Linked DNA regions of Mus musculus: all the other regions are linked to region 1. The links are chromatin contacts, called in public Hi-C, HiChIP or PLAC-seq and promoter capture Hi-C maps. All regions are on one chromosome and are shown on one strand. Each heading gives the region's core, a stretch centred on a gene start, on an enhancer-like site or on the middle of the called end of the contact. The rest is flanking DNA. Distances are from core to core; before and after follow the strand shown.

Region 1 (3,729 bases), core at 1,157-3,656:
CAGGCCTGCCAGTGGCACCTTTCCTACTGAGCAGCTGATAGACAAACTCAGACTCCAGGTGTCTGGCATACATTTTCCCAAATATGAATGAGATGAGCCTGACACTTCAAAAACAGTATCAATATTTGTTTCCAACAAGAAATTTGAGTTTGAGCAGAACTCAGAGTTTTGGAAACTTTGTATCTCCCTTGTGATGGAGAGAGTAGCTTTCCCAGACAGGAAACTGTTAAGAGCAGTAGAGACCAAAGGTGATGATGTTTTGATGTTTTGTGAGGAAATGTATCAACCTTTGGAAAAATCAGTATAGCTTAGTACCACAGTGGTCTACACTGGCTTACACTTGTTGTTACAAAATGCAAGATAGCCCTGTAACAGGGCAAGCCTATGTCCCTAGCTGTTGAAAGAGGCCAAGGTAGGTGTTCACGTGAACTCAGGAGTTCCAGACTAGCCTGAACTACTTAAAAATAGCCCACCCCATACCCCCCGAAAGAAAATCATAACCTTGCAAGGTAGAACTTCATGTTTATTGGTAGGGTTTGGCACCTTGTACTGACCTTAGAATTAAGCCTTGTCAGCCTGCCCTGGTGCACACTAGTTTAATCCCAGCAGAGGCAGAGGCAGAGGCAGAGGCAGAGGCAGGCAGATCTTTGAGATAGTTTGAGGCTAGCCTCATAGTGAGTTCCAAGACAGCCAGGGCTACATATACATAGAAACCCTGCCTCAAAAGAAAGAAAGAAAAACAGAGAAAGAACACTGGTCGTGTTTTCTCGTGATGGCATAGAATAGCCGTAGTTATCTGGAAACCTGGTGAACTGTCCTTCCTTCCCTGACTTCACACACAGTGAGGCTCGCTCCTTCATGCTCCTCCACCAGGGCAGCCTGGTGTCTTGTGCAGGGACTTTACTTCGCAGGAACCAGCTGCTGCTAGAAAACCAGATATTAGGTTTGCAAAAGCATAAACTATGCCAGCATGATGGCTCAGCAGGTAAAGGCACTTGCCTCCAAGTTGGACTGTTGAATTTGATCACCAGGCTTCACATGTAGTCGGTGGCACTGGCACACATAGGACAAACAATAATGTTTTTAAGTTAAACAGTGTCTTTTTACTGATTTTGTTGTGTTTTATGCAATATTGTTCTCCCTCCCTCTCTGCCTTGCCTTCCCTTCCCTTCCCTTCCCTTCCCTTCCCTTCCCTTCCCTTCCCTTCCCTTCCCTTCCCTTCCCTTCCCTTCCCTTCCCTTCCCTTTCCCCTAGACAGGGTTTCTCTGTGTAGCCCTGGCTGGCCTAGAACTCACTATGTAGACTAGGTTAGCCTTGAACTCAGAGATCCACCTACCTCTGCCTCCTGAAAGATTAATGCTCTTAAATTTAGATTCTATTTGGTTAAGTCTTAGTGCCTATCACCTGCTCCCCAGACAAAATCCTTCTAGGAGTTTTAGAAATTATTATTTCTGGCTGGGTGCTGGTGGCGCACGCCTTTAATCCCAGCACTTGGGAGGCAGAGGCAGGCGGATTTCTGAGTTCAAGGCCAGCCTGGTCTACAGAGTGAGTTCCAGGACAGCCAGGGCTACACAGAGAAATCCTGTCTCGAAAAACCAAAAAAAAAAAAAAAGAAAAAGAAATTATTTCTGAAAAATGGGAAGTGCTTCTGGATTCGGGTGGGAACATGAGCGTAGGGGTTGGGAGGGGTTGGCAGGTGTCACACCGGCTGATCTCTCCTAAACATTCTTCTACTGGCCTGAACCCAGGCAGCTCAGCAAGGCCCCTGACCCCCTTGACAGGACCAGAAGAGCCAGGCTCTGGAGTCTTGGCTCAGCTACTCCTAAGACAGGAGTCACAGCTCCCAAGAGCCTCAGGTGCACCATCTGTTCAGCAGGGACAGTGCCTCCCGCACAGGGGAATTACCAGCCTCTTGGCTAATAATGTTGGTGAGAAAAGGCTGTCTAAGTTGTGAAACACTCAATAGATAATTATTTTTGTGGTTGTTTTGTCTGGAACCAGCGTGGTTAGCTGGCTAAGACCCTGTAAAACCTGTCCCATGGACATAGGAGGACAGTAAGCAATTGTCTCCTTTTCCTTAAAAGGGGGGCCCACTCCTGCCCTCCTATATACCCCATCTCCCCTGTGCAGACACTGTGTGGGCTGGCCTGTTACTGAAGGAAAGAGTGTATTGATGGCTGTCACTCGGCCTGGCTTGGGACGACGTGGGAGAGAGGTGCCAGGAGGCCAGGCTCCTGTGCTTAGCGTGTGCACCGCCCACCCTCCCACCCACCGCCTGCTGCCTGCCTGCTATAGGGCCAGGAGCCACCACTGGGAGAGGAAGTGCAGTCGGTTACCAATTGGGCTATTTTCATAACGGTTGTTGTCTCCGGCTTGGGGGAGGAGGGTGGTGAGGGGGAGGGGGCAGCGGAGCCACTGCAGCTAGCTGTCCAAACTAGGACTTGCTCTGCAGAGGCCGGCAATCCCAGCAAACTGGAGCAAGAGCAGAGGCGCCTGGGACCCCAGTCCCCACCTGCTTGTCCTTCCAGATCAGGTCAAAAGGGGGGGGGGTCCTCACTCTTCCTTAACTCCTGCTCCCTTCTGTGACTGGGTGGATCTGGGGAGGGTAGATCAGGGCAGGCCCAGGCACCACCATCTCCAGATAAGGGCTTCCCTGCCAGCCCCCCCTCGGTCTGATGGAAAGGAGCTGGGCCTGCTGGGCCCCCCACGCCTGGGCAGGCCCTGAAAGAAATACTTGGCTCTCATTTAGCTCTCTTACCCTTCAGCCCTGGCCCACCCATTTACCTGCATGTTGTCCTTGTGTTTGGAGCAGAATCTCTTTAGTGAGGAGACCTGGTAAAGTCCGCACCCTGCCTGATCAGCCCAGGCCAGCCTAGACGAGCTGGCTGCCTTCCCAGATTTCCTCTCTTCCCCCTGACCCCTGGGGCTGTGGGAGCCGAGCAGCCAGGGCTGGCTTCTGGCAAGCAGTCCCTCCGACCAGGCAGGCCTTCATTCTGGGACTGGTAGAGAACAGGTGCCCTACCCAGGCCAGCCTTCATGGAGCAGAGGCCTTCCCATGGCGTGAAGTAGCTACTGTGGCAAGACCCAACTGGTGTCCTGTGCAGGTCCCTCTGGAGGCTGAGGGGTCCCGGAGGACCCGCCTCATGCCAGGTGCAGAGGGCATTCCTCAGGAACAGACGCCCGGGTGGCATGGCTGTATGGCTTTCTTCCTCATGTGGTGAGCGGTGGCCACCCTGGGCACTCCTGCTTCCTTTTCTGGGTTCCCACCCCCGCTGTGGGCAGAAACAAACCTCAGGAGGTGGCACGACCATAGGCCCTGCGGTTCTACCGTGTCCTAGGTCTGCCAGGTAGCATCAGGTGCTTTCTGTGCATCCTTGCAGAGTGACCCTCATGCTGGCCTGTGGTGGTTGGACCCACCTTGCACATGGAAAAGTAGATGGGTGGCTAGTTGATCTGCTGAGGGTGTGTAGTGTACATGCTAGGTTCCTAAGTGCTTGCTTGCTTACTTACTTATTTATTTACAAACATGTCTCATGTAGCCCAGGCTGACATTGAACTTGTATCCTTCAAGATGGTCTTGCCTCCTGCCTCTGCCTCCCAAGTGCTGGGGATTACAGGGTCACACCACTATACCAGGTTTTTCCTAGTAGCCAGCATCAAATGTGAGGTGGTTTGGCTAGGGGCCAGCGGCCCTTCCTAGCAGGTGGTTGAGGAAGCATGTGGCTTGCT
Region 2 (3,826 bases), core at 1,047-3,546, 300 kb after region 1:
GGGGCATCATCACAACATGAGGAACTGTATCAAAGGATCACAGCATTAAGAAGGCTGAGAACCACTGGCTGTTATAGGACAGAGTCCAGCAACCTCCTCCTGCCTAAAAGTCTTCTCTCCATTCCTATTCCTGCCCAGGCTCAAGGAGTCCTGGATCTTCCCTCCCAGCTACCCCAGAGAATTCTTTTTGTACACAGTAAGTACCGGGTATGATAGAAAAAGCAAGAAACCAAGACTATGGAAAACTGGGTTAGAGTCCCGACTAAGCTGAGGACTGCAAAGATCGCAGACAAGTGAAGCGCCTTTCCTGTCTGGCCTAAACTTTGCTCATCTGCAGAAGCAGAGGCTCCTCCCTCCCAGAGCTGTGCCTCTCCGTGCTCAGAAGCTTTTCCTTTTATCCTGCTCAGAAGCTGAGCTATGTGCAAGGGACAGAGAGGGAGACTATGGAGAAGAAAGCTGAGCTCAACCCCCACCTCTGTCCCTGGGAACTTCTCTCTGTCAGTGCAGCTAGAGCTGACCTCCAACTCCCACATAACCTCCTTCGCTAGTAAAAGCACAGTAGTGCCAGCCAGCTTCCTGGCCGCTCTCACCTGCTTCTGGTGCCTTCTGGGAGCCGGATGTTTATCTGCTAGTCAATGGGTAGATGAAGCCTGAGAAGGGAAATTCTAACATAAAATGGTAGAAATGAAATATATCTGCCACCTGCAAAAAGCCACTCTCTCAGATTAATATTCCATTTGGACCAGGTAAACCATTTACCTAGAAAGTATTTAAAATTCACTTCAGGCGCCGGGCGTGGTGGTACACGCCTTTAATCCCAGCACTCGGGAGGCAGAGGCAAGTGGATTTCTGAGTTGGAGGCCAGCCTGGTCTACAGAGTGAGTTCCAGGTCAGCCAGGACTATACAGAGAAACCCTGTTTCGAAAAATAAAAAATAAATAAATCAAATTAAATTAAAAAAAAAATCACTTCAGGCAAAGGCTTTGACTTTTGTAAAACAGTGATTCTCTCTCTCTCTGAAATTCTTGATGTTTGTGGACTTTTTCACTAGGAAAAATGAACAGATCCATGGAAACCTTGCATGCATTTTAAAGATTTCACAAACCCCCTGTTATTGCTTAAGAACCTATTTCAAGGGCTAAGTCCATAGCTCAGTGGTAGAGCGCTTTGCCTGCATACACAGGGTCTCTCCAGCACATGCGCGACAAGAGAGCGCGCGCGGGCACACACACACACCAAAGCAATTTATTCAGAGTGATGCACATAGCACCAGAGTTTATTCAGAGTCTTCACATAGCAGACTGTCATTAGCTGAATGAATGAATGAATGAATTTCATAAGTGGAGAAGGAAACGGATATTTGTACTATGAACTGGGCACAAATTCACCTCACAACTGCACTAGTAGTTCAGCATATGCTATAAAAACCATTTTACAGTTTGAACAAAAAGCGGGGGGAGGGAGGGAGGGAGCAAACTGCTACAGATCATAGAACCCAGACGCAGGATTTTAACCCACAAGTTCCAGTTTGAGGTGTTCTCTAGGTTAAAGTCAACCCCCTCAACAGTGATCTTAAGTGACTGTCGGTCACAAAGTTCACTGGGATCCAAGAGGCGCCACGAAAGGGCAGCCAGACTTCTCAGGGCAAACTGAAGTCACAGTACTTGCTGGTGCTGGAATCAGACTGTTTTGTGACTTTGGAAAAACCCAAATCCTACAAGGCTGCAACTCTAAACTATAATCATGTTTGCATAGAGTCCGAAAACAAACAACGAATGGAGTGTATTTCGTTTCACAAGAAAGTGAGATGAAAGCACGGCCTATCAAGTGACAAGGTGGATCACTTCCCCTGATTTCTAGCTCTCAGTGCTATGCCAGATCTGATCAGGACGACTTCTCCCTCCCTCCCACCGGCTTGCTCTGGCTTGGCCTATGCCTTGCAGAGGGAGGGCAGGAACAAGTCAGAGAAAGTGGCTGTCTTCTCATTGCAGGCGCCGAAATGGGAAAAATCCCGGCAGCGAAGAGACCCAGGCCCTCGGGCCCAATTCCACTCCCGACCCACTGCCTCGGATTTTCCCCTTTCCGACCCAATTCCTTCCGTTGACCAGAGCAGCTCTTCCCCACCACCACGCCCAAAGAGACCCCGCGCTCCGCAGCTCACCTCGTTCCGGCAATGCTTCCTCTGCCACGCCTGTCAAAGCTCGGCAAACATCCGGCTCCGAGATGGGAATGGGAACCGCCCCCTCGGGGGCCCCCAGCTCCCCAACCACTTCCGCCATTTCTTCTACCTACTTCCGGCTTGCTGCCCGGACCAAACAAGGCTTTCTTGGTGCTCCGCCCACTTCCGGCAATCACCTGACAAAATGTGAGGTTAATTAGCCGAGCTGTCCGACTCGCCGCTACCTAAAGTGAGTGAGTTGGGTTCCGCTTTTCCAGATGCAGGAAACTAGCGGGCCTCTGAAATCCTAGGTTCGTATCGCCCATCGGACAGGGTTTTATCTGTCAAGTACTTCCAAACTCCCAGGTCCATCCTTCAATGATGCCTAACCACCCGGATTCTTCCTTGAGCTTAAATTTGAAAATCAAGGACTGTTTCCGGGAGGAACCGGGACAAAAACGCTCACTTCCGGTAGAGGGGAGTGGCGAGAGAATCTCTGTCCCACGATGAAGGAGGTGGAGGAGGTGATCTTGGGGAAAATAGAGCCGCACCGTGAGTGACCTGCGATGTCTGCGACCCTCAGCCCTGGACTAGATGGCCACAGCGTTTTTCTAGTCAGCGCATTCCCTTACATCCCTTTTTCTCTTGAGCCTGGGATCCTGCTCCGGTGCCCTAAGAGACTAGACTCCCTCCCAACCATTCAAGGGCCCTACTAACTAGAACCTTGCTAATCCCTCGGACTCTTGGGTCATAGCTGACCCTGTACCTCTCTTTCCCCAACCCCACGCCTTCATGGACCACTCCTTTACTGCCTTCCCGTCTCCCTGCAGCCCCAGAGCCACCCCTGGGCCAGGATTCAGGATGGAGCCCTTCCGGAAAAGGCTTTGCTCCGGGCCTCAAAGCCTGCCCGCCGGGTACGAGCCCTGCCATCCTTGTTCTAAGGAGCCTCCCCCAGGGCTTGGCCGTGGGCCCCTCGAGATCCAGGAATCAGCACTTGGGGGTCTGGTGTGTAGGAGCACCCCTGCAGCCCGGCCTGCATTGGGGACCTCTGGAAGATGAGTCCGTCCTGGAGAAGGGCGAGGGAATGAAGACACCGCACGAGGAGGTATTGAGGAGTCGGACATCTGTCTGAAAGTTTGGGGGAGGTTCAGACATTTCCGGACAGCTCTTCCAGTTTGTTAGAAGCAGGATATTTTCAAACTCGAGAAATAATTGTCCCTTCATTGCAGCGCTGTCTTGCTCTACCTAAGCAGCAGTAACTAAAGCAGATGCAAAGAAGTTGTGAGAACCTGAATTCCTACTGTGTTGGCAGAGACAAAGGTCAGAAGCTAAGGTTACCAGGATCAGATTCAAACCTGTTAACTAGTTAGCTAAATTACACACCTAATATTACTCACCTGTAAAAGAAAGTTGTGGCTGTTACCGAGATCCTTTGGAAGACCAGAGGACACGATGCAAGCCAAATACGCCTGTGCTTTGTAAGCATTAGTAAGGATTGTTTAAAAGTATTGGTGCTCTTGCAGCGTTTTCTGTTTGGTATTTGCTGAAAGGCTGTGCTGTTTAGAGCTTTCCACACCTTTAAGGAGAGGTGAGTGGACTCTCTGGTCTTCACTGACTGAAGATATAAAACAGCACCATAGAACTGGGCGCGGTGGCACACGCCTTTAA
Region 3 (4,068 bases), core at 1,321-3,820, 450 kb before region 1:
GTGGCCCTGAGGACTGTCACAGAACAGTGCCCCATGTCCTCCTCCTGGGACCTAGCATGGGGAAGAGATGGTTGCAGGCAAGAAGCACTTTACAGAGTTCCCTATTGCTGGGAAGGTTGTGTTTCTCCCACAGTTTGTTTGTGAATATTTACCTGTTTTATAAATGTCTGATCCTGTCTGAGTAAAACTGTGTTGTGTAATCTATCTTGTGGGAGGTCTGGGACCTGGGCTCCTGAGGCTGAACCTAAGTAAAGCTTTAAGGCAAGCCGTGTTGGGCTTGTTGGAGTGAGGAGTCTTATTCTCCCTTGGATAGAGGAGACTGTAAACTACTGTGGTATGCTAGCAACAAAAGTCAGCCCAAACCACACAGGGTACCAAGATCAGTTCCTGCGTGCCACCTCTCAGTAGTACTGAGTAGCCTGTTGAGATCCAGAGTACTGCGTCCATTCTTTATAATGTGCTAAGAAGGTATGTGTGCCCTCTAGACACAGTTAAGGAAGCTACTGCCAAGCCTGAGGCCTGGATGCTGGCCCTGTCTTGTACCATCTGGCCAGAATGCCGTGCACATGGGTGTTCCTGGTGCGAGAGGGGCTCATGCAAAGCCAAAGAAAATCACAGTCTGCTCTATAAACAGAAGGAGAGCTTTACTCTAGGGCACATCTCATTCCTGGCTCTGCCTCCAAGCTTCTGCTGGCCTACTTTCTACTAAGACTGGCCTCCCTCTCTGGGCTTCTCATGTAGCTTTGGCGTGGCTGGAGAAGCTGAGATACCTTTGTTCTTGAGCAGAGGTTCTATGAGAGGGAACTGTCCTACATACTCACACACTTCTGACCTCCTGGGGATGCTGCCCAGTGGAGACAAGCACACATTAACCATGCTAATCAGGCATGGCTGCTTTCCTGGGAGGGAGGGAGGGAGGGAGGGAGGGAGGGAGGGAGGGAGGAAGGTGCCTTAACAGCAGATGGTTTGGGCAGGGCCTCCTGTGAGAGGCCTGAGCCAGAGCAGAGAGTTAAAGTGACCAAACCTTTACCTCTTGAAGCATCAGTGGCAGGGAGGGGAGAGGCAGCCAAGGCCTCTGGCTTTAGGTTCTGGAGTGTTCTCAGGGCTGAAGCAGGGAGATTGAGTACTACAAGGTAGGTGCCTACGCTTCTTGCTGGAAAGGGGAAGGAGGCAATCAAGTTTGCACAGACTGTAGAACATTGGTCTGTCCTGCTCCATTTATGTGAAGGGCAGGGTCTGTGGCCAGAGGTGACCTGGCAGGGAGGCTCTCTGAGCCACCAAAAACGGGGACTCGAGTCTTGGTAAACGGTGTTGTGTGAGAAAACCCAATAGAGAACCAGGAAGAAAGCACAGCTAGACCCAGAGTGGGTGCAAGGAACAGAAGCAACCACAAAGCTCTCAAGAATCCGGCCCTGGGGATGAGGAAGGTCCTAGGCCTTAGGGTAGGAGAAGCCAGTTCAGGACTGTGTGAGTGCAAAAGGGGTGCTAGATAGAAAACGCAGTGGGAAGACAGGTGCTGAGAACTGGGCACAGGAGTTCACACTAATCCCCCAGTTTAGCAGGAGACTCAAGAAGATTGTCATCAGTTCTTAGTCAGCTGAGGCTACATGGTAACTTCCAGGACAAACTGGAAATGAAAGAAAAACAAGTGATGGGGTAGTCCTGGCATACAGAGGCTTCACAGGGCTAAGAAACCAAAAGCATCACTCAGGTTATCAGGGGTGGTCAGGGCTCAAGGGGGTCTTTGCTGAAGGAGGCAGAGGCAGGAGGATCACGAGTTGGAGGCCAGCTTGGGCTACACATTTTTAGGCCGGGCATGGTGGCGCACGCCTTTAATCCCAGCACTTGGGAGGCAGAGGCAGGCGGATTTCTGAGTTCGAGGCCAGCCTGGTCTACAGAGTGAGTTCCAGGGCTATACAGAGAAACCCTGTCTCAAAAATCAAAACAAAACTAAAGGGTGGGTCTTGATAGAGGTGGCCTTCAGAGATTTCTGCGGGAGGTGATCCCAGTGCACAGGTGGGTGTTCCCAGCTCCCAGGGACAAGTATTTCTATCGTTTTTCTTCCTCCCCATGCTCATGGAGGGCTCATATTCCATTTCACACATGGGAAAGACAAGCCTTGGAACTATGAGGTCACTAATGCAATTCTCCACTGCCTGTTCACTTGTGGAACCAAGCTGTGGTCTTAGGTCACCTGGCCCCATAGCTGACTGCTCTTGGACCCCACTCCACCACCATCTCTCCTTTCTCAGCCATCTTCTGTAACCCTTTTCCTACCCCAGTTGCTGTGGAAGGCCAAAGACGGACTTGGGGAGCAGGATCTTGCCATCCGCTGATGCCCTCGATCTAGGTCCAGCTCTGAGGAGAGCAAAGCTTTGCCAGTGCTTGGAATGTCCCTGGGATGTGTAGGGAGGCCGAGGGGACCCAGGGCCACGGGATCGAAGCGTCAGCACTTCGGAGAGCGCCGGGGCGGGGCGGGGCGGGGGCGGGGCCACAAGACCCCAGCCGGCCCGGGGGCGCGCGCGGGGCGCTCTCGCGGGGGCCGCAGGCGAAGCGGCGCGCTGTCCGGAGCCGCGCCCGCCCCAGCTCAGTCCGAACCCCGCGGCGGCGGCGGCCTCCTCCACGCGCCTCCGCTGCTGCCGCCGCCGCCGCCGCCGCCGCCTCCCGCGCCGCTCTCCGCCCGGATGGCCAGGGCTGCACCCCGGAATGGCGGAGCGAGAGAGCGGCCTGGGCGGGGGCGCCGCGTCCCCACCGGCCGCTTCCCCATTCCTGGGACTGCACATCGCGTCGCCTCCCAATTTCAGGTAAGGATCGAGGCCCGGAACCTCGGGATCCTTGGAGACCCTGAGGGCGGCGTCCTTTCCCGGCCGAGCCCCCAGCCCCCACAACCTCCAGTCCAGGTTGGTGGCCACCGCGTGGCCCCCCGCAGCTCCTTCTGCCATTCCGTGTCATGGGGTGGGGTGATTGAGGTGGATCTGGGGCAGGAACCTGGGAGGTCGCCTTTCCCCTCCACCTTGGCGGGAGTGGGTCTGGGGTTTGGATGGAATTCCCGGTGCAGCAATCCGCCCAGACTTTATCCTGCCGCGTTCAAGGTATCTAACCCAAGGTGGAAGTAGGCTAAGGGGTTGGGGGCCCAGAGGCCCCAATTCAAAACCCTTGGTCCTTTAAGAAGAGTCGTGAACCCCTCTCCCAGCTAGCTTGGCCAGATGGGTCAGATTGCTAGGCGATCTTGGACAGGGTCTTCTGAATTTGGGCAGCTCCCTGGTCAGTTGTATCTCAGGACAGGTGCAGAAGGATTGGCCTCAACCAGTGAAACCCAATTTGCTTGAGGGAGGGGAATCTGCCTGTGGATATCCAGGGATACTGTTGGGGGGTCCCCACTGTGTAAAGACTCAGGACACCGAACTGAGCTCCTCTTTGACCCACCCCTCCATCTGATGTTAGACCAGGTGAATGAATTTCAGAGATGTAAGGCATGATGTGTTGAACCGGTGACTGTCCTCTCTTCACCTTTTCACACACATACACACATACACACACACACACACACACACACACACACACACACACACACACACAGAGAGAGAGAGAGAGAGAGAGAGAGAGAGTGACGAAGAAGAGAAGGGTGTCACTGCTCCAGAATGTAGAAGCTGAGACATACCTCATTGTTTCCCCATCAGGAGCAGGCGCCTTTCTCTCTCCTGGGACCCTTGCTCCAGCCAGGCCCCAGCTGGGCTCTGGCGCCAAGTTGTCATCTATTGAAGGGGTCTCTAGCTCCCAGGTCCTCAGGTGGGCAGACACACACACACACACACACACACACACACACACAGACACACACACACACACACACACACACACACACACACACACACACACACACACGATCTTAAATGGTATGATCAGGCCCTGAATCCTCCAAGGAGGCCCTAAACCCAGCTGAGAGAACCAGAAGGAGGGGGCCAGAGGATGGTTCCAAACCTGAGGAAAGCCTCCAGGCTAATGCTTCAGATTCTCCCTGGTAGGTCAGGCCTTTGCAGGGGAAGAGAATTAGCTGCGAGGGACAGA
Region 4 (3,899 bases), core at 675-3,174, 420 kb before region 1:
ATCGGATGCCCCCTTCTGGTGTGTGTCTGAAGACAGCTAAAGTGTACTCATATATGCAAAATAAATAAACCTTAAAAAAAAAAAAAGACATCTGTAGGATTTAGTTTGTTTTTTGGAGACAGGGTTTCTGTGCGTAGCCCTGACTGCCCTGGAACTCACTCTGTAGAACAGGGTGGCCTTGAACTCGAAAATCCGCCTGCCTCTGCCTCCCAAGTGCTGGGATTAAAGGCGTGCACCACCATTGCCCAGCCTTGTTTTTTGTTTGTTTGTTTGTTTTATTTTGTTTTTTAAAAGAAAAGAAAAGAAACTTCATGCATGAGACTACCAACAATTGATCTGCGGCTCATGTGGGCATGCCTCACTCTCTGAGACAACGACATGTACCACACGTGCTGGTCATTACTGTTTTCCTCCCAAGTCCCTGAGCTTCCCACCCCCAGCTCCTGGCAAAGTTCTCACCACAGGCAACTTTTTTCGAAGCTCCTTCCTCAGGATCCCGTCATTGAGCAGCACCAGCAGGTTCGAGGCAGAGTACACTGAGAAGCAGATTGTGGTCTTGAGAGGCCGGCCCTGCTGTGGCCTTCACCCCTCTCACCCTTACCCCAGAGCCCTACCGATCACAGCTACCCACAGACTGTGTGGAAACCAACAAGCCTCTCCGCCCACTACCTCAGAGCCCCATTCTCTCCATGATGACATCTGAGCCAGTAAGAAATGAGCTGATTGGAGTGACAAGCCAGCCCTTGCTCTGCTGGACAGCACTGGTTACTGAGCTGCTCAAAACTGCCTGTCATGTTCCAAACAGCCAAATGTGTGGTCCCACCAACTCATCTTTGCTCTCTTCAGATGGTCCCCCCTGAAGGACTACATCACACCTACCTTTCAAAATCCCCCTCATCCTTTCATGATCTTCACTACCCCCACTAAGCAAACAGAGCCCTTACAGCAGGGAGGTGGGGGCACTTGAACACTGGTCCTGACATCAAGGACTTTTCTGAACTTGTATTCCTTCAGCTAGACAGAACAACAGTGCCCTTCTCATACTCATAGGTCTGATGAACTAGCAAGGTCAGGAAAGTTGCTTAATCCTAAGCAAAACCAGGAGTGAGAAGCCAGTCAGAGCCCTCACAGGTCGCCCAACTCTGGGGACACCAACTGTCTTGGGCGATGGACAGCTGATCTAGAGGGAAGCTCAGGACCTTCAATCAAGGTTCCGCTGGAAGCCTTCTCCCTCCCCAGCCCAGAGTCCAACTTACCCAGTTCAGACAGCTCGTGTGAATCGGAGAAGCGACCTAGGGAAGAAGGTATAGAAGGCGTTGGTGAGCGTCTGTTTTACCCTGCGGCTTTGGGTTCTCTAGTTTCCTCTACGCCACAGGAACCCAGACAGAACTGAAGCACCGCGACCACTACCCTGGGTCAGCAGGCAAAGAGCCATAGGGTTCCTGGGTCAGAGTCCCCAAGAAATGGGTCAAAGGTCAGTGTGGCACCTGCCAGCAGGTAACTGAGGCCCCGCACAGCCGTCTCCAACTGGGCCGTGGCGGCTGGATGACGAGTCACATACTCCTGGTAGCGGAGGCTCAGGAGCCGTAGCTTCTCCATCCTGCTCTGGCCACTGACAGTCCCACCGGCCGACAGCAAGGCTGGCAGCGGCGCCCTGCGTCCTGAGCCCTCCTTCCTGCTTCCGGCCCTAAGCCCGCCTCCCGGTTGCTCAACTTCCGCAGCCCAGGAGGACTTAGACCCGCGGAGCCCCTGAACGCCCCTTCACCCCATCTCTAGCGCCTCCTCCCCGAGACCGGGAGCTCCCACCCTCCCTCCTTCCAGCCATTGGCTCCTTCTCTCTCCGCCCTGAAGCTCTCTAGAGCTTCTGGCACCCGATCTGCAGCCTCCTTGGTTGGCTGTCTTGGCGCCTGCGTAGTTACAACTTGCGGGCAGGCTGAACAGTTCATACTAGAGAAGGTACTAAGGAGCCTCAGACTTTCTCAGAAGATCGCCGAGAGCTCGAACGGGAGGGTCGGGAAGCAAAGAGTTTGGGATTTAAGGCACAGGGAACCTTGAAATTGTCGTAAATAGGTCTCAGCAGCCGCCAGTCTCGAGTTTTTCACAAAAGCCAGTGCCGGGTTTTTGCTGGGGCAAGCCTAACCAGCAGATTTAGAACAGTGGCTTCGGCTCCAGTTTCTTCAGAACACATGGACCCCCAAAACCCGTACCCGATGACTCCCTCCTTGGAGAATACCCTGGCCTATCCCTCTGCTCTCCGTTTAGGGACGACCCTGCGCATTAGCTTCCCCGATCTGCACCTCGGGTTTCCTCATCTACAAAATTATTTGGGCCCGACTTGGACCTTGAACTCGGAATGAATCCCAGCGTTTTCCGGCCCTTGGATGCACTTCCAGGTTCTAAGCTGGCCTCCAAGAGTTGGTGGAAACTCCTATGGCTCCATTCATGAACTGAGCTGCAATGCTGTCAAGGTGCTGCAGAAGTGGAGGGAGGGAACCGTTCCTGGGAGGCAGTTGATTGGCTGTGGGAAGAGGGGGCTTGGCAAATCTGCGCCATTGCGGACTCCGCCCGCGAATTTATGGTATATAAAGAATTGTAATACATTTAATACCCTACCAGATATTATCTTTAGACAAGGACAGAATATGCCGTTACGCCCATCCACTATATTACGTGCATGTACGAAAATGTCATAATGAAGCTCATTATTTTAGTTTGCATGTTTTGAGACAGGATCTCACTGTGAACCCCTGGCTGGCCTCAAATGCATAGAGATCTGCCTACGTCTGCCTCCCAAGTGCCGGGATTAAAGGCATGTGCCAGCACAAGAGACAAAGCACATTGTTTTGTACAATTAATAAAACACTAATAAAAATTCTCATTAGAGAGCTGGAAAGATGGATTCAGGAGTTAAGAAATGCTCGTTTAACCGGGCAGTGGTGGCACACACCTTAATCCCAGCACTTCGGAGGCGGAGGCGGAAGCAGAGGCAGGCAGATTTCTGAGTTCGAGGCCAGCCTGGTCTACAAAGTGAGTTCCAGGACAACCAGAGGTACACAGAGAAACCCTGTCTCGAAAAACCAATAGCCTGAGCCAGAACCAGGCGGTTTAAGCAGCACACTCACCAGGAATTTAAGGCACAGGGAATGAAGTGTCCCAACATGCCACCACTTCCTTCCCTTTCTTTGATCCATGTGGAGCCAGGCTCCCATTGTTGCCAACCACTCGTGCCAGCAAAGATTCAAGGAAAGGTGCGGTGAGCCTCAGAAGAGTCTGGTATGGGAACTGTGGAAGTCGTTTTTCACCCTGTCCTGAGGCCTCACGTGCTCCTCACCCTACTGGCAATTGTGATGGCTCGATCTTCGTTGATGGCTTGGTGGGTTTGGAATCGCTGTAGCAACAAAGCTCCGAGTTTATGGCAACACATCCATGGTTGTATTCCCAGAAACACTGAATCTAGGGGCCTCGGTCTGGATGTTTGTATCCTTATCGCTTGGATTAGAGTCCTGAGCTGAAGGAAAGAGAAAGCAAGCCGAGCACCTGCGCTGTCTTCCTGTTGTTTCCGGACTGTGGCTACAATGTGGCCAGCTGCCTCTGGCTTAGGAAACTACGGCTTCCCCGCTAGGATGCATTGTACCCTGTAACTGTGAACCAAAATAAATACCCACTTAAGCTTACTCTGCCAGGTGTTTCTTTTGTCACAGCCATGAGAAAGTAAGTCATAGTCAACCCTGTCCGATTGGTGGGAATTCTTACACAGATGAAGCCCAAGGAGGCCCAACCACTTATTTAAGGCTTCTGGCAGTGTCCTCTAGCCCATGACACGATGAGGCAAGCTTGGCTTAGGAATTGGCCTCAGGAAGTCAATGAGTTTACTGCCTTCTGGGCCACTCCTCCAGCCC
Region 5 (3,784 bases), core at 475-2,974, 320 kb before region 1:
TCCTATTAACTATAATGCTCACTGTTAACCTCATTCTACATATTTGCTCCTTTGTACATTTCTCCAGTCACTTTTAAAAAAATTTTTTATTGCTATATATTATCATTAGTCTACTCTCTGAATGTACCTAAAAATAATTTTTAAACAGCCTTGAATGTAAAACCAGAAACATAAATTTAATATTTTCAAACAATTGTATCATAAATAACAAAATCAATTTTCACTAAAAATATAGTGGCACAAGTCTTTAATCCAAGCATTTGGAGGATTTCTGTAAATCCAGTCTAGCCTGGTATACATAGCAAGTTCTAGGACAGCCAGAACTACATACACCTTCCCCCCCAATCAAAAAGTGATGAAATATTTTATGTTCTCATTCAACTATTTTTAAATCTTTTTAAGATCACATTTTAAAGAACTTGAATATTTTTTTCTTCCATACAATAGAGGGAAAAATAGGGGAGGGGAAGATAGGAGGAGAAAGGGATGAAGGGAGAGGAGAGGAATGAGAGGAGGAAGGAGGGAGGAGTGAGAAGGGAGAGGGAGAGATTCTAAGAACAACTTGTACTCTGGGCAAGATGTGAAGGAAATGGGGGTAACTGATCAGAGAGAATCCTGACACACCTGTATTTTCTCTCAGGTCAGTAACTGACACAGCAAACAAGATAGAACCATGAAGAACTCCAGTGCCAGAGTTCTCGGAGGACTAGCATGTCAGGCAGTACTGAGCACCTAGCGCACAGTCTATCAGGGAGCACATGAGCTCAAACCTGCAGAATTATTTCTTCCTGTCATGTGGCCATTTCAATCAATGCCTGATCCTGAGTTTTGTTCTGCAATACATCCATTCCAAACTCTCCTCAGCAAGTCTTTTGCCTCCTGCCTGTGTCAGAAACATGTTTTCTTAGTTCCCAACTGCAGTAATAACTGAAGCTACCCATCTTTCTTTGTTGTTGTTGTTGTTTTTTAATACTTTTTATTAGGTATTTTCCTCATTTACATTTCCAATGCTATCCCAAAAGTCCCCCATACCCTCCCACCCACTCCCCTACCCACCCACTCCCACATTTTGGCCCTGGCGTTCCCCTGTACTGGGGCATAAAAAGTTTGCAAGTCCAATGGGCCTCTCTTTCCAGTGATGGCCGACTAGGCCTCTTTTGATACATATGAGCTAGAGTCAAGAGCTCTGGGGTACTGGTTAGTTCATAATGTTGTTCCACCTATAGGGTTACAGATCCCTTTAGCTCCTTGGCTACCCATCTTTCACAGGCCTGCCAAGTTCATAATCAAGAAACCACAGTTTGGACTGATATGTCACTTCCTTGGCTAAAACAGACAGACAGACAGACAGACAGACAGACAGACAGATAGACAGACTGACTCAGAGCTGCAAGCGTAAGAGAAGGCTAGTGGGAACTATACTCTTTAGGAGAGAAAAGCAGCACAGACGTACTCTGTCTAAAGCAGACACATGTGGAAGACGAAAGGCTGTGTGTTTCCTCCACTGTTTGGGTCTCAGGCTCTCTTCAGATTAATAGGTATGGAGGCAGGTCAAATCCAGAGCACCTGGCTGGGACTCTTTTCCTCTGGTTTTAACTCTGAGACCAAACACTGTTCAGAAAAGTACTCAGTAATTTTTTCTCTTCCAGAGACTTTATTATTAGCACTCTATTCAAAGTGAAAGTATCCCTGAATACTCAGAAGCGACTCTCACTCAGAATGAGACATGAATGCCTGATTAAAGCTAGCAGCAGGTTTGAGGTCTAGATTGTAATAGGGTCACATAGCTACCCAATTTCCCCAAATGCACAGCTTTTTGTTCGTTTCTACACCAAAATAAAGACAATAGTTTTATTTGCTGATTGCCAAATCAGTCAAAACCTGATCGTAAATGCTGGTTTAAAGAAAAATGTTTGGGCATAGAGGAACAGCTCAGCGTCTGAACACTCCACACTGTGCATGGGAGCCTGGGTTCAGTCTCAAAACTCAGATGAAAAAGGTTGGGAACTGTGCCAATCTCTAGCCGTTTCTCAAACATGGACTGGCTGGCACTGGGGTCTAACTTAGTAAGTCTAGAGCAGTGGTTCTCACCCTTCCTCATGCTGCAACCCTTCACTACAATGCATGCTGTGGTGACCTGCAGCCATAACACTATTTCATTGCTACTTCGTACCTCTAACTTTGCTAGTTATGAATCAAAATGTAAATATCAGATATGCAGGATATCTGGTAAGTGACCCCAAAGGTCTCGACCCACAGGTTGAGATCCACTGGAATAGAACACCATCCATTATCCTTAGGATAACTGCAGCTGCATAAAATGAGCATCTCACAGAAAAACAGAAATGTATTTTCATTTAAATCTTTTCTTTTGGTGCAGAGGACTGAAGTTAGGGCCTTGCATATACCAAACATTCATGATCAGAGTAAACAACACTCCCAACCCAAAACTAAAGACAAAAACACTGAAATCAATTTAAAATGTAGATTTCTATTAGCCAAAGGGCTGCACAGTCTTATCATCTGTGGGCATTGCTGCTCTCCAAGTACACGAACTGTTCACAGAGACAGGACTGCTCAACACAGCACCTGCTTTGTAGCACAGCTGGCCTCGAGCTCTCAAGCTTCTGGGCTTAAGTCACCTAAGCACTGGGATCAGTGCCAAGCCACACCACCACATCTTCACATTTTTAACAAGTTTCACAGGCAAAAAGAAATCCACTTCATTATCATTATTCTTTGATTAGTGAAACTGAATATCAACTATATACTGAGCATTAATGACATGTGTCATCTATCTATCTGCAAGCCACTTCTCTCCAGTTGTATCGTTCTCTGGCTTGTAAGAAAACTACTTCTGAATTTTTCACTCATTTTAATTTACGACTTTACTACATATGTACCTGCAAACTGTAACTGTGTGTGTGTGTTGTTATGGATTGAACCTAGGGCCTCACAACCTCATACATTAGCCAAGTTCTCATTTCAACTACACAGGTCCCAATTATATTTTAATAGCTTTTAAGTATCCTTCTGTAATTTTAATTTTCCTCCAGTATTGCAAAATTCCCCATGATGATTAACAAATCTGTAGTTCATTCATTTTTCTTTTGTAACTGTAGTATATCATTTTACTCTAAAAATATACCACAATTTATTTGTCAAAAGATGCTCGGATTGATTCTGTTTCAGCTATTATGAAAAAGTCCACTGTAAACAAGTCCCTCTGTGCATCACTAAGGGCACCTCTAGAGCTACCCTGTCCAGTACAGTATCTGTTAGCCACATGTGGCTATTGAACATGGAAATGCGGCTATAGAAAATGAGACATGCTACAGGTAGAAAATACAAACACCAGGTTAAAAGACTTTGTAAAGAAAAAAATGTAAAACAGCTCACAGGAGACTTACAATGTTGATCATATGTTGAAGTATTTTAGATTCCAGAATTTAAATTAAGTATTTAGATTTAAAATTACAGCGAAATAGTACATTTTATAAAATATGTAGTTAAAACTGATGATCATAACTTAAAATGACTCCTACCTATTTTCTTGTTGTAACGCAGCAACTAGAAAAGACTACTTTACATTTGCAGCCACACTGGACAATGATGCTCTAGAATAAGACACATAGGTGCACATTTCAGATTTGCTACAAAATACAAATGCTGCTCCCCATGTGGCAAACCAGCCACTAGTACACAGGATTCTCAACTCCATATCAATAATTATTGTTGATATTATGTATATTTACTTTGCCCATGTGGTAAAACAATATCTCAT
Region 6 (3,515 bases), core at 921-3,420, 510 kb after region 1:
ACACAGACCCCAATAGCAGCACTCTCCAAGTCCCAGGATAATGTTCCACAAATAAGAGGATGTCAAGTGTGTAGCCTGAATTCAAAACTTTCTGCTTTTATCTGGGAGCTCCCAGTCGCTTGCAAGACAGAACAAAAAGAAAAATAAGTAAATAAACACCAACCCAACAATCCCTAAAAAAGATTGTGTGGTTTAGTGGTCAGACCACTAGCCTGGATGTTGATGTAGTGGAGATCCACTTCCAGCCCTCCCACTGGCTAGATGGATGATATTAAGCAAGTCCCTTTTTTTATGACCCATGCCTCAGTTCTCCTACTTAGAAACAGGGTAATTGCCTTAGTTCTCATGAGGACACATGAAAATATGTGAAAATCATCTGAAAATCAGATTTCTTGGGAGTAAGACAACATGGTCATCGTTAACAAATACCATCCTAGAGATAGGGTTGTAGCCAGTTGATAGAGTGCTTGACTAACATGGCTGCTTTCCATACCAGCTTCAAATAAAACAGACTTGGTGTTCCATGCTTATAATCTCAGCAATCCAGAGATGGAGGCAGGGGGATCAGAAGTTCAAGGTCATCTTTGGCAACCTAGTGAGTTTCAGGCCAGCCTGAGATATGTAAGACTCTATCTCAATTTTTAAAATTTTATTATTACTCTATTTACATTACAATAATAATAAGCCCAATATGAAAAATCATTAAATTTCTATACCCTCAAGCTGCATGGAGGAGGGGTAGAGGAAGGAGAAGTTAATTATTTTTAACAAAACTTGCAGGACTTCATATCAACAACTACCAACCTGGAAAATTCATTACCTCAGAACACCAAACACTGTCCCTTGTGTGGCTCTGTCCCTTTCTCCTTACCACATCCAAATTCAGAGTGACTCACAGGAGCCTAGAATTGAGACATATATACAAATTTAAGGGAAAGGGAGAATTACAAGGTCTGAGTAGCTCCTTTGGGGAGACTAAGAATAGGCCCCTCAGAACATAAGAGAAGAGCCTCCTCTTTACTTACTCCAGTGTAGGTGGTCTGTGGGATTCCCAGTCACTCCTTTGATGACATCAATTTCGTTTTCTTTCTTTGTCACAAAACCTCTCCTCTTTCGAAAACTTCTCCTTGTTGAAGGGGCAGGGACTTACTTCAAAACAAAACAAAACAAAACAAAACAAAACAAAAGTGAGGATCGAGTGGCTTTTTCTGCTAGGTTTGGACTGTGACACTGTACAGATCTCTTTCCTGTTCTTGCACAGAGAGAGGAGATAAGAAAATCTGGTTATTTGAAAAGAAAGGAATAGTCTTTCTTCTTCAGAAAGGATAGAGCTGAGGATATGTAATAAATGCTCTAGTTTCTGACCCATTTCCTTTGAGAAATGAAGTGACTTTGTAGGAAAAAGGAAAGGCACTTGGACAAGATGTCAAATAATAGGAAGTAGAAGCAGTCTCAAACGGCTAAAGGGAATTTGAGAGGAATGGTCATTAACTTACAGAGGACTTGATGAGTAGTTTTAAAAATTGCATTTTACCGGGTGTAGGGGCACACACCTTTAAAACATTAAAACCTCTGAGAGCTGCAGGCTCAGGCAGATCTCTTAAATTCAAGGCTATCCTGGTCTACACATCAAGTTCTAAGCCCGACTGGGCAATACAGTGAGACCCTGTCGAGATATATATTTGGGGCAGGGGATTTGTGGAGGTCAGAGGACAACTTGGAGGAGTTGGTAGGCTGTTTTCACCACATGGGGTCCCTTGGATTGCTCAGTGGCCCTTAGTAGTATCTCTATGCTAAAGACGTATCCCCGACCTCCAGAAGCTGCCAAGATACAAAGAACATTTTGTACCAACTTGAAAGAGTAAATCCTAAAAGTGATTAATAATAGATAATGAGATCTCAGTGTTAGGCGAGGCCATACATGATCATTATTGTTAGAATAAACAGAAACTATGAAATCCAGAAATTGCAGATATGAGCCACTGATAGTAATTCTTCAGCATCACAAAATACGACACATTCAGAGAATTTAATTCACAGATTCTAAAACCAAATCCCAAAAATAGGAGTTAAAGAAAATCAGACTCTAAGTGACTGCTTCCGGAACTTGTGTGATAGGCTCTACGTTGCCAGTCGGAGACTGTTTACGTGACACCCTCTCAGCCTTCTAGTTCTCCTCTGGCCGCCTGGGTGCCATGGCAACAGAGACAGGCTGTAACCTGGGTTCCGGAAGAAGAAAGCTGGAGCGTGGAAACTACCCGGTCAAAGGATGCTGAGTCCCGAGCGCCTAGCTCTACCGGACTACGAGTATCTGGGTAGGGGCTTTTTTCAGCGTCGGGAAAAGAAAGGAGTAATGTGTTAGGGGAAGGAGTGGGTAGGAGACAGGGGCGGAGCCTGAACGGTAGCGGGTCTGGATGGGACGGGAGGACAGAAAGAAGGGGTTCTAGGGCCTGAGCCTGAATGTAGGGCCAAACCTGGATGAAAAATAACATTTATGGAGTAAAGAATGGCTGAATTATATGGACTGGCTCTCAGGCAATGAGGACTGCATTCTAAGTAACACAATTAAGAATCTGAGGCCCCAAACAAGGCTATTATTGATAGGTTTGTATTGACGCAAACTTGGCATCTGAAATGACTTCAGTCATTTTGTAAATAATAATTTTGCCTTCATAGTGCACGGTTATTTCGAGCTTTTCATTTTCATTAGGCATTCTGCACGAGGTAAGCATTTTGCATGCAGCATTATCATAGAAGGGATTGCTGTGTTTGCTACTTTACAGATGGAGACACTAAGGCTAAAGAGACAATTGCATAAGACCTCATACAGTTAGTATTAGGATCAGATTTTCCCCTTGCAGAACTTGACCTTACCCTTGAGCTAAGGCTGTGTGGTACTAAGTACTGTACTTTGCTAAGCACCCTGCAGTGAGTGTGTAACACATTTACTGTATACGTTTGTGTATACACTTATTTTTTTAAAACATTTTTTATGATATTTATTTTTTATTTATATAAGTACACTGCAGCTGTCTTCAGACACACATTAGAAGAGTGCATTGGATCCCATTACAGTTGGTTGTGAGCCACCATGTGGTTGCTAGAAATTGAACTCAGGACCTGTGGCAGAGCAGTCAGTGCTCTTAACCGCTGAGCCATCTCTCCAGACCTTGTGTATACACTTATATGCACACATACACATTTAAAAGTTCATAGCTTAAACATTTAGAGTAGTTTTAAACTTAAAGAGGACTGAGCTGATAGTAGAGTTTTTTCCCTCTGTATCTTCTATTTAGCTTCTATTATTAATTTCTTGTGTTAGTGTGGTACATTTCTTGCAACTGAATATTAGCTCAGTGTGATTACCAACAGCCTATAGTTTATATTAGGGTCCACTCTTTGTATTGTACAGTTTTCTGGACTTGGACAAATTCATATTCTCATATATCCACATTAAGATGTAAAACAATCTTTTCATGGTTAAAACTCCTCTGTGCATCCCCCATTCATTCACC

The links. Hi-C and Micro-C count contacts between places; a contact is called where the count stands out from the background. HiChIP or PLAC-seq counts read pairs in DNA pulled down with a chosen protein or histone mark. Capture Hi-C pulls out chosen DNA fragments and counts their contacts.
Region 2: a contact with region 1 is called in a promoter capture Hi-C map of liver. The contact joins the promoter of Arhgap1 here to the promoter of Dgkz in region 1. A contact is called at or near these places in 9 of 39 promoter capture datasets (the C10 cell line, the HPC-7 cell line, cranial neural crest and 6 more), 5 of 484 Hi-C or Micro-C datasets (embryonic stem cells and muscle stem cells), 12 of 115 datasets of contacts at active chromatin or transcription factors (the HPC-7 cell line, bone marrow-derived macrophages, embryonic limb bud and 6 more) and 5 of 9 other capture datasets (adipose tissue, embryonic stem cells, liver and 2 more).
Region 3: an H3K4me3 HiChIP or PLAC-seq map of forebrain shows a contact between it and region 1, with 4 times the contacts expected there. The contact joins the promoter of Mapk8ip1 here to the promoter of Dgkz in region 1. A contact is called at or near these places in 2 of 39 promoter capture datasets (cranial neural crest and neural stem cells), 10 of 115 datasets of contacts at active chromatin or transcription factors (VIP interneurons, acute myeloid leukemia, embryonic basal ganglia and 7 more) and 1 of 9 other capture datasets (embryonic stem cells).
Region 4: a Hi-C map of natural killer cells shows a contact between it and region 1, with 4 times the contacts expected there. The contact joins the promoter of Pex16 here to the promoter of Dgkz in region 1. A contact is called at or near these places in 7 of 39 promoter capture datasets (the 3T3-L1 cell line, cranial neural crest, embryonic stem cells and 2 more), 4 of 484 Hi-C or Micro-C datasets (CD4 T cells, natural killer cells, nephron progenitors and 1 more), 19 of 115 datasets of contacts at active chromatin or transcription factors (the NIH/3T3 cell line, acute myeloid leukemia, craniofacial prominence and 14 more) and 3 of 9 other capture datasets (adipose tissue, liver and macrophages).
Region 5: an H3K4me3 HiChIP or PLAC-seq map of bone marrow-derived macrophages shows a contact between it and region 1, with 3 times the contacts expected there. The contact joins the enhancer-like site here to the promoter of Dgkz in region 1. A contact is called at or near these places in 1 of 15 datasets of contacts at CTCF or cohesin (the NIH/3T3 cell line), 2 of 115 datasets of contacts at active chromatin or transcription factors (bone marrow-derived macrophages and microglia) and 1 of 9 other capture datasets (macrophages).
Region 6: a contact with region 1 is called in an HNF4G HiChIP or PLAC-seq map of pancreatic cancer cells. The contact joins the promoter of 1110051M20Rik here to the promoter of Dgkz in region 1. A contact is called at or near these places in 1 of 39 promoter capture datasets (liver) and 1 of 115 datasets of contacts at active chromatin or transcription factors (pancreatic cancer cells).

The regions. Positions count from the first base shown.
Region 1 is chr2:91,949,025-91,952,753 of GRCm38.p6, reverse strand. Dgkz (diacylglycerol kinase zeta) reads left to right here and starts at 2,406. Exons shown (of 32, transcript NM_001166597.1): 1 at 2,406-2,533.
Region 2 is chr2:91,648,588-91,652,413 of GRCm38.p6, reverse strand. Arhgap1 (Rho GTPase activating protein 1) reads right to left here and starts at 2,296. Exons shown (of 14, transcript NM_001359970.1): 1 at 2,162-2,296; 2 at 591-650. It overlaps Zfp408 (zinc finger protein 408), which reads left to right and starts at 2,623. Exons shown (of 5, transcript NM_001347175.2): 1 at 2,623-2,710; 2 at 2,989-3,263. The coding sequence starts at 2,665.
Region 3 is chr2:92,399,765-92,403,832 of GRCm38.p6, reverse strand. Mapk8ip1 (mitogen-activated protein kinase 8 interacting protein 1) reads left to right here and starts at 2,570. Exons shown (of 12, transcript NM_011162.5): 1 at 2,570-2,804. The coding sequence starts at 2,707. It overlaps Cry2 (cryptochrome 2 (photolyase-like)), which reads left to right. Exons shown (of 12, transcript NM_009963.4): 12 at 1-187.
Region 4 is chr2:92,373,264-92,377,162 of GRCm38.p6, reverse strand. It overlaps Pex16 (peroxisomal biogenesis factor 16), which reads right to left and starts at 1,924. Exons shown (of 11, transcript NM_145122.2): 1 at 1,488-1,924; 2 at 1,257-1,292; 3 at 460-536. The coding sequence starts at 1,599.
Region 5 is chr2:92,271,536-92,275,319 of GRCm38.p6, reverse strand. All of the region lies in intron 6 of Phf21a (PHD finger protein 21A), which reads right to left. Among named protein-coding and RNA genes, the nearest start is that of Mir1955, 81 kb to the right of the region's middle. Within about 2 kb of position 1,724, at least 61 of the 459 cell types and tissues checked have an H3K27ac peak or open chromatin away from gene starts, as enhancers often do. A contact at or near this core is called in bone marrow-derived macrophages and microglia, where this site is marked.
Region 6 is chr2:91,443,369-91,446,883 of GRCm38.p6, reverse strand. It overlaps 1110051M20Rik (RIKEN cDNA 1110051M20 gene), which reads left to right and starts at 2,170. Exons shown (of 9, transcript NM_175123.5): 1 at 2,170-2,315. The coding sequence starts at 2,270.